Linked DNA regions of Mus musculus: region 1 is linked to region 2. Evidence: chromatin contacts called from public HiChIP or PLAC-seq data. All regions are on one chromosome and are shown on one strand. The core of a region is the stretch at or near the end of the contact, and the rest is flanking DNA. Distances in the headings are between cores, read along the strand shown.

Region 1 (4,424 bases), core at 1,835-4,334, 1.6 Mb after region 2:
GCCAATGTGATCTTCAGAGTGAGTTGTAGGACATCCAAGGCTACACAGACAAATCCTGTCTCAAAAATCAAAAAGAAAAGAAAACAGAATTCCATAAGTAACACATATTGTCATGATCTAGCCATCTCATGCTAGGATTTGTATGTGTGTGGAATATTCCAAATTTTCTTAAATCTTAGCATCTTTGTTGAAATGAAAATACAGAAATCAGAGAGTAAACAAAACTCCTGAGCATCAGATACTTCCTGATAGGAATCGTACTGCCAACATGCATTCTGGCCAGAACCAAATCCACCACAGGGTCCTCTTCTTATCATCTGATGATACTTCAGAAAGTCTGAGAAATACAGAATCACTAAGTTTGCACCCTCACCTGGATATCACAATGCACCTAAAACATTCAGGGCGACCCTAATCTGAGCCGGTTTTATCTGCTAAGCTTGCCTGGGCCCTGCCTGCCCTGGGCCCCACCTGTCCTGGGCCCTACAGCAAATGCCAAGGCACAGGCATTCACGTCTTTTTAAAAGAACCCCAGCCTACTCCTTCTCAATGGAATGCTGAGTCCATCTAAGTCAATGGTTCTCAACTTGTGAGTTGCAATCCTTTTGGCCAACCTCTATCTCCAAAACAACTTATGTTGTGATTCAAATCCAGTAGCAGTTATGAAGTAGCAACAAAAATAATTTTGTTTTGGTCTGGGGTCACCACAACATGAGGAGCTGTACTAAAGGGTCACAGCATTAGGAAGGCTGAGAACCCCTGACCTAAATGAACCTTCGATATTTGCATTTATTCTATGCCCAAATAGAACTTTGCCTTTGTGTTAACTTTGAGCACAACTTCTAGGTTTACAAAAGCAAGGAAATTCCAAAGGAAGGTTTCCCTCAGACCAGTAACTTGCAAATAATTAACTGCTCTGTGGGATTTCCAAGCACGGAGAAGAAAAGAGGGACGAAGAAAGAGGTGTCCTTGACTGGCATGTCCTCTGGAGAAGAGATTTATTAATACCTCAGCAGGCAGGATTCAGGGGTCATAAGTAAGAAGCTTCCATTTCACTGCACAAAGCCGACAGTCTACTCCTAAAGGTTTCTGCATGGGGAAGAGGAGAGCCTTCACCAGGTAGAAGTATGCTTAATTAATATATAAGCTATGCTATGTAACTGTAGTCAGACAACTTCCAATTCCCAGGGATATCAGCAGCCCAGGCATGGGAGAGGAGCCAGCTCCAAAGAAGAGACCATGCAGGGGTAGATAGGGCCAGCTCTGTAAAGCTCTTTGCAGCAGCACCTGGAAAAGCTAGGTTCTAATGGACCTAAAGTGCCCAAGAACCATACTAGGCAGACTTTAAACACGCAGCAAGCTGTATTCCATTTCACACTTCTAAACTCTGTGGCATGACCCCAAAACCACATCTCACACACCTCTGATTCATATAATCCATCTGCATCTAGTCAGTGGAGCATCCTGATCCATCGCCACGAAAATTAAATGTGTATTAGTGGAAAATATGTTATGAAAACAAAGACACTTGCTAGTGAAGAATAAATGTGTCTCAAAGATACTATTTTCATTATGTGTTTGTCTCGGGTATATCATACTCCACAAGATCTTTGTCTTCTATCGGAAGTTATAGAAAACCTATAAAGTATTTAGTTTCATTTGCCTTCTTCATGATGTCTTAGTATACGGGTTGATGTGTGTCTGTAGATGTGTGCCTATGAATAGAGATGCTCAAAGAGGTCAGAGCCATCAGATGCCCTGGAACCAGAGTCACAGGCAGTTGTGAGCCACCTGACAAGGAGACAGAGAGTGGAATTTGGGTGCTTCCTAAACACAGTACACACTCTTAACTATTAAGATGTTCTGTCTATCCCCTCATTTGCTTTTCTTCTCAGATTTCTCAGTAGATTAACTGTCCCTCTAAACATTAGTGACCTTATATCAGCCACTATAGGAAATTCAGAGCATGTCAGTGATTTTTTTTTTCCTCTTGTGAACAAAATATCACATTCTTCAAAAAATCAAACTGGCCCTTAATTAATTATGTGCATTACTTTAAAAATCCAGAGCCTCTCTTCTTCACCTGGGGGGGGGGGGTGGGGGCTTCAAGTTGGTAGCACAGGCCCACTGATCTTCAACATTAAGTGCTGTGCAGTAGACAATGAGAGAGAAACCATTATCTGAGAACTTAAAATATTTTCTTTACCTTCCTATCTAATAAAATGATTCCTACAGAAGTTCTTTTATAGCTACCAGAGGTGCTATATGTATATATAGTATATATATATATTAGAGTATGTATGCATGCATGATAGATGTACAGTTGTATCCAGAAATCAAGATTTGATAATATATAATATATCTAATATATATTAGATACTCATCCAGAAAATACTAACTGCATTCCCCAGCCCCCAAAAGTTCTTTATGCTCTAATGTAAAAGGATTTGCATCTGTAGAAATAAAAATTGATTCGCTGAGTAATGCTGTGTACCAGATACTGCAATAAACACTTTAAGCATCACTATCCACTTGCCCTCCTGACAGTTTGTGTTAAAGGTTCTATTGCCAACTTCATTTCACAAATGAGAGAAGTAAGGATTAACTACCCAAGGTCACATAACGACCAAATCACAGAGATGAGACTTGAATTCATCATCCACTGACTTCAAATACTGGGCCACAAGTTTCCCCCAAAATGATCAGGTTCTGGTGAACTGAAAGAAGCACCCACCAGGCAGAGATCCAAGAGATAAAAATGTTCTTCCTTCAGCTGTGACACAACGGAACTGGGTAGTTTTGACCACGATATTTCCCTTCTTTGGATTTCCACTTCCTCTTCTATAAAGAGTGGTAATTGGACTACTAGATGAATAATAAAATTGCTTCCAACACTAATACATGACAGATTTAAGAGCGGCCACTTTGCACTAAAAAAAAGAAAAAAAAAAAGAGGAATCTATAGACAATGGGAGCCATCTGGATGTGGAAATGATGAATGGCAAAAGCTGTTGGAGGGGATAGTCTCAAATGAACATCCCTTGCCAGGGACCCACACACCACACTGCCTCTCCTGCAAATTGCCTGCAGCTGCACAGATCTAGAGGCCACTTAGAGTGCAGAACCCTTAACAAACTGTTCGAGGCATTTGGTCTCGGGTTTCCCTGGAAGATTATCTAGGTCTATCACATTAGATGTCTTGTAATTTTGCCAGCTTTGTTATGAGATGTAGAACGTGTTGTTTTGTTTGTCTGAACTCAATTATCACTTCACTCCAGCTAAGATGGGGAAATGTCTTTGCAGATTCTTTCTTGACTCCTTGATTGGGGAAGATTTTTCACATCAATCAAAATGTGAAAATCACCTAAAGACACCTGTAATGATCTAACTAGAGAAGGAAAATTGCACTAGTCTCACAACTTATATGCTTGTTCTCGCTTTTATAGCACTGTGCCTCCCATACTCTAGATCCCAGAGCATGATGTTCGTGTAAGCTTACAGCAGATCGTTAGGATCTTGTCTTGTAGTCTCCTGACTGCTATGTACTCTGACTCAGAAATCCTATCAAAGTCTTCGCACTCATTGAGGCCGCCTGTTCTTTTCTCTTTACCTCAGGTAAACCCAAGTATCTCCTAAATGATGATTCCCTGCAAAGTGATGCTGATGAACTTGAAAGGGATTTTTATCTCCACAGAAAGACCACAGAAAAACCTAATACAGACCTAATCTAATATACCTACCCTTTACCTACCCTTGCTCTTAAAAACTTGTAGACTATTTTACTACTGGAATTGTTCAAGGTTGTATTTTTTACCTAGACATCCTGGTTCCTTCCATGTTTGGCCACCTCACTGGATCCTTCATTTCTTTTTTTTTTTAAGATTTATTTATTATTATACATAAGTACACTGTAGATGTCTTCATGCGCACCAGAAGAGGGCATCAGATCTCATTACAGGTGGTTATAAGCCACCATGTGGTTATGGGATTTGAACTCAGGACCTTAGGAAGAACAGTCAGTGCTCTTACCCACTGAGCTATCTCACCAGCCCAAGGAGTCTTCATTTCTTGAGACAACTAAAAAGCTATATACCACTAATGTCCTTAATTTTTAAAAGAAAAAAAAATGGTTGTTACTTTTACTCTCTCCTTCCAGTCATGATCAGATTCAATTGCTCATTCTCAAAGAAACTGGTGTGCTAACAGAGAAAGCTGCTTGTAGTTGCACTGGTTTCTGCCCAATATTGGCACAACTATGTGACTTGAGTTGAAGTGGAGGTCCAAACTGCCTTTTGCCTCTACAGAATTTTGTTCATGAAGAAAACTATTCTGATAGTGACTCTGTGCATAGGTCAAGAAGCCTTTCTGCTAAACATGCCACTTCTCTTCTTTCTCCAATTTTGTGTTTTTGCTACAAAGTCTTC
Region 2 (4,651 bases), core at 19-2,518:
AGAGTTGAAGCCACCTCTCAGCCAACCGCCTGCACACTGTGTCCTCAAAAATACTCACATTATAAGACATCCCCGGCTGGGCACACTGTTAACTAAACTTAAGAGGTTTGTATCTCAAGAAACCTCAGACTGGGAACAAAGATGTATCACGGTGAAGGAGAACGAGAGCGGTTACAAAGTCTGGTCACACTCTAAGGGGGTCTTCTTGAAAGACCTCTCAAGTGCTGGACAGAAACTGGCTTAAGTTTGGATCTGTTTCTCAGCAAGGTAAAATAGGAAAACATTCTATACATCACATGCGCCCACAACTAAGGAGAGGAAAGAGAGTGCACACAAAGCCCAAAAGACAGCTTGGGCTGGAGCTGGGCTGTTTCTTATTTGCAAGGCAATCCCATTACCTCCAAAATCTGGTCTCAGACGAATGTCATAGCCTTTCAACAGTCTGTCCACCGTCTCTTTAACCAGCGACATATTACTAGGGTCATTGACACTAAAGAAAAAAATGACAATAACCAGGAATGAATAAAGAAGACAGCACGGCATCTTCAACAGCCCTGCTCACAGAGAGGTATGCAGACAGAGCCCTGACAAGTGAGAAAGGAAAGGGACACTTACCTCTGAGCACAGACAGCGGCGATTATTAAGGGAAATGACCAAATCCCAAAGTAGCCCCTTTTCCGGACTCTCCACATCCCTTTAGGTTCTGGTGGGATTGAGGGATTCACTGAAGAGAGGAGATCCAACTTAGTCTGCCCAGTGCAGTAATTCTAATGTGGAGCGCATGCGCACGGCGTACCAAAACATCAAAGGGGCAGCGGCGGCTGCCGGGGACCGAGATTTCCTTGTTTAAAAAAATTAAAGGGGAAAAAGGAAAAGAAGCATATATATGTGTAATATGTACATGTTTGAATAATATTAAACTACTACCCCAGAAATGCATCCAGAGTAAAATCTTCGTTGGTTTTTTTTCTTTCTTTCTTTAAGACAAAAGCAACCAGAGCGTCTGGTAAGTTTCTGTTCTAGGAGGTAGTTGCACCTCACGACGTGGTGGGATTTTAGAGAGAGGGAGAGAGAGAGAGAGAGAGAGAGTGTGTGTGTGTGTCCCCTTAAATATTAAAAAGAAAAATAGGAGTAGGGTGTAGGGAGGAAGATTGGTTCCTGAAACCCTTCTCCTCCCGGTCTAAGCCAGTTGAAAGGGGCAAGGAGTTGAACTTTATTTCCTTAAGAATAGCAATCCCCTGCCTGGGACAAGCGGAGGAGGTGGGGGTGGGGTGGGAGCGCTAGGGGTGGGGAGGGGAGCAGTGGGAACCAGAGTCCGAGGAGGAGAAAAAAAACCAATGGGAGGAGTGCTGAGCAAACGTTGGATTTTGAGCGAGGGGGGGTGGGGGTGGGGAGTGGACTGTGAATATGAAAGAATCGGAATGGCTTTGAGAAGAAAGGGGAAGGATACAGGAATCCAAAGATGCTCGTTTTTCCTGGGAGTCAAGGGGCGAGCTTTTTCTTCACTACTCACGAGTGATTTCTTTCTCTTCCTCCTGCTCCCCCTTTGCCCCCTGTTCCCTGGGAAGAAAACCTCGGGGTCCTGGTTTCTGGCGCTGTGACGCTCCTGACCCGCTAGTCCAGCTATTTATAGCAGGAGGGGGAGGGGGCGAGGGGAGCAGTCAGGCAAAGGCTTCTCTGGGTTTGGGTCTGACTCTGCACTAGGAAATTATAAGTGGTCAGGATGAGGTGTGTGTGTGTGACTGAAGAACAAAAGAAGTGGGGGCGTGAGGGACAGAGGGTGACAGGCGTTCCAGCACAGGTGCGGGGCCAAAAGGCATCCAGTGCGAGGGCGGGTTGCGGGGTGGGATGCGCTCCTCTGGCCCCCCACGCCTCGCGGACGCACGCGCACCGCGCGCGCGCGCGCGCGCACACACACACACACACACACACACACACACACACACACACACACAGACACACACGAGACACGTGCATTCACAGTCCTTGCCACCCACCACTCCTTACCTCACCAGCAGGAGCTCGCCGCCCACTACTGTGGCCCAACGGAGCTGCACCACTGCCGCTCTGCTCTGGACAGTTGAAGCTGCACCTCTGCGTCCAAACCCAGTGGTTCACAGAAGACAGGCACAATGAAGGAACCCCGAGACCGTTTGAGCCACCAAATCACCTATCTACACACCACAATTTTCCCTCATCCCTTTCCTAGCCCAAGGGGACCCAAGGCTGCCCCCTTCCCTCCAGCTCCAGGCTCAACACGGACACCAGATCCAGACTCATTTCATAGGAAAAATCATTTCCTCTGCTTGGGGCTCGCTGGAGGAGGGGAGGAGTTGCGGGGGGGGGGGGGGGAAGAGGATGCCGAGAGCACCGGGACTGGGATGCCCTAGAGTCGTGTTCCTCGTTTTATCCTGAAGACAGGGAGGGAGTACAGCAGGTGCATCAACTACCCTGGCACTCTTTGATGAAGAGGTAGAAAGGCAGAACTCAACACTGGGTCCTGGACCCCAGTATCCAACCTAAATCTACTACTGAGCCTTGTCATTTACCGAGAGTCCCTACCATGTGCAGAAAGCCGCGCTTAAAGCAATATTAGCTCAAAGTTGACTCCTTAGTGACCCCATTTTACGGGTTTAGAAACTAGCACATCGATCGGAGGAACATGTCCAAGGTCATTTCTGTGGAGAAGGGTGGAAAGTGAGTTGTGCTTATAAAGCAGTGTTTCTAACCCTTAGACTAGACTACCTCAACTCTTAAAGTTCAGAACCTCACACTCTGCTAGCTCTCTGCTGCCACGCGGGGGACCTCCAAGCGCCCACTGCGCCTGTGGGATGGGAAAGCTCACAGATTACAACAGACTGGTGGTCCAGCAGGTCTCTCTGGTGAGAGCAGAGACCAGATCCCCAGGGATCGCAGCTAGCTTGGTGCTACAAGATTCCAACTGAAGGCTTTTTAGTCTCCACTGTGACCACGTTCAGCTTCCCCTTTTGACCCACATAGTACAAGACACCCCTACCCCCACTTCCATCCCCTTGCGCGCATCTCAGGAAATTAAGAGTTATTATTCTGGGGCAGTTTAGAGAGGTGACTCCAAGGGAACTGTGGAGAAGGGATGGTTGCCAGCAGGAATCTGATAGTTTCCCTAGGGCAGAAGACAAACCAAAGGGAAATAATCTGGGGAAGTTTCTAGGTTAAAGACAGGTAAAACATAGCACCATAAACACAGAGCAGATGCATCACTGCAGGACTATCTGCAAGGCTGGAGGCTTACATGAGAATGCGCGCGCACACACACGCACACAAACACACACACACACGCACACGCACACACACACACACGCACACGCGCACACACACACACACACACACACACACACACACACACACACACTCACGCACGCGCACGCACGCACACGCGCACACACGCACACACACGCACACACTGGTGTGGGGCAGAGGCACCTTTTGCTGACTTCCTTTTCTTTGCTCTTACAGTAATAGTAACATTCAAGACCAATGTAATGAAAAGAGAAAAATATGTTTCAATAACCAAAAGATTCCCAAAGTAGTTAGCCAATAATTTGATCAAGTCTTAGAAAATTCCTTTATCTCCAAAAAAACATCTCCAAATACAGACTTCTTTCTATTAATTAATCCTCTTATCCATCCATCACGTTCAGGAAGGTTTTCTAGTTTGGGCTGAAAGTATGAAATTCAGGAAACAAAATAAATCACAAAATTCTCTCACATCCATCCAAAATAATAATAGTAATGCATTAAATGATTAAATAAGTGCATATTGAAAATCTATTAAGAATGGGTCTTCTCAGACACCTAGAAATAGCTGCAAGACACTGATGCTTCTAAACTGTGGTCTCCTTTATTTATCTAAGTCTAGATAAATGTTAATACCGTTTTCTCCATTGGGTTAATGCTGAATGATGTAATCACTTGAGTAGCATTTGTCATGTGATTAGCACATATTAGCAGTCTTTAATGAATGGATACAAAAGCAAACAATGTGGAGTGGCAGTCATCTTTAAAGACTGGAAGAACACAGATCGGATGCAATTATTATAAATTTGCCTGAGGAGAATAAAAGAGCAGCCATTTGGAGAAAATCAAAAGAGCCTTTTGAAGGATGAGAAAACAGAATGTCAGAAGAGGGAAGGAGACCATTTGCCTCTATGTGGTAGCTCCCGGGGACATCTCTTATCCTTGACTCCAGGGACTAATATTAAAAATACACTTATTCTAGTTATAAGACGTAAGATGGGCATGCCTAAAATAGATCGTACTCCTGAGACTCTCGGGAAGATCTGCTGGTATAGCTACTTAAGAAAATACAAAACTGGAAAAGGAAAAAAAAAATCTCCTTAATCTGAAGTTATATGGACCCATGGAGAGCTTGGTTTTATAGTCATCTCTGAGTCTCTAGTATGTAGATGTGAAGTAGCAACAACCATCCACTGTCTATCACTCTTCTCTTTGTGTACTATTTATTCATCATTATGGATAAATGTTATTTGATCAGCAATGACCACAATCATCTGAAGACAGATATGCCCCTCACCCTCTTGGAATGTATATTCTAATATGGCAAATGATGATCATAGAAATAATTGCAAGCTGAACACATGAAAATGAAATG

Evidence for each region. HiChIP or PLAC-seq counts read pairs in DNA pulled down with a chosen protein or histone mark.
Region 1: a contact with region 2 is called in an H3K27ac HiChIP or PLAC-seq map of VIP interneurons, with 12 times the contacts expected there. The contact joins the enhancer-like site here to the promoter of Gabrb2 in region 2. A contact is called at or near these places in 5 of 39 promoter capture datasets (cranial neural crest, embryonic stem cells, frontonasal cranial neural crest and 2 more), 1 of 115 datasets of contacts at active chromatin or transcription factors (VIP interneurons) and 1 of 9 other capture datasets (liver).

What each region holds. Positions count from the first base shown.
Region 1 is chr11:40,834,236-40,838,659 of GRCm38.p6, reverse strand. No RefSeq gene overlaps it. Among named protein-coding and RNA genes, the nearest start is that of Ccng1, 81 kb to the right of the region's middle. Within about 2 kb of position 3,084, at least 4 of the 459 cell types and tissues checked have an H3K27ac peak or open chromatin away from gene starts, as enhancers often do. A contact at or near this core is called in VIP interneurons, where this site is marked.
Region 2 is chr11:42,417,391-42,422,041 of GRCm38.p6, reverse strand. Gabrb2 (gamma-aminobutyric acid (GABA) A receptor, subunit beta 2) reads right to left here and starts at 1,268. Exons shown (of 9, transcript NM_001362647.2): 1 at 616-1,268; 2 at 399-490. The coding sequence starts at 692. Gm34591 (a long non-coding RNA gene) reads left to right here and starts at 827. Exons shown (of 3, transcript XR_388590.4): 1 at 827-1,006.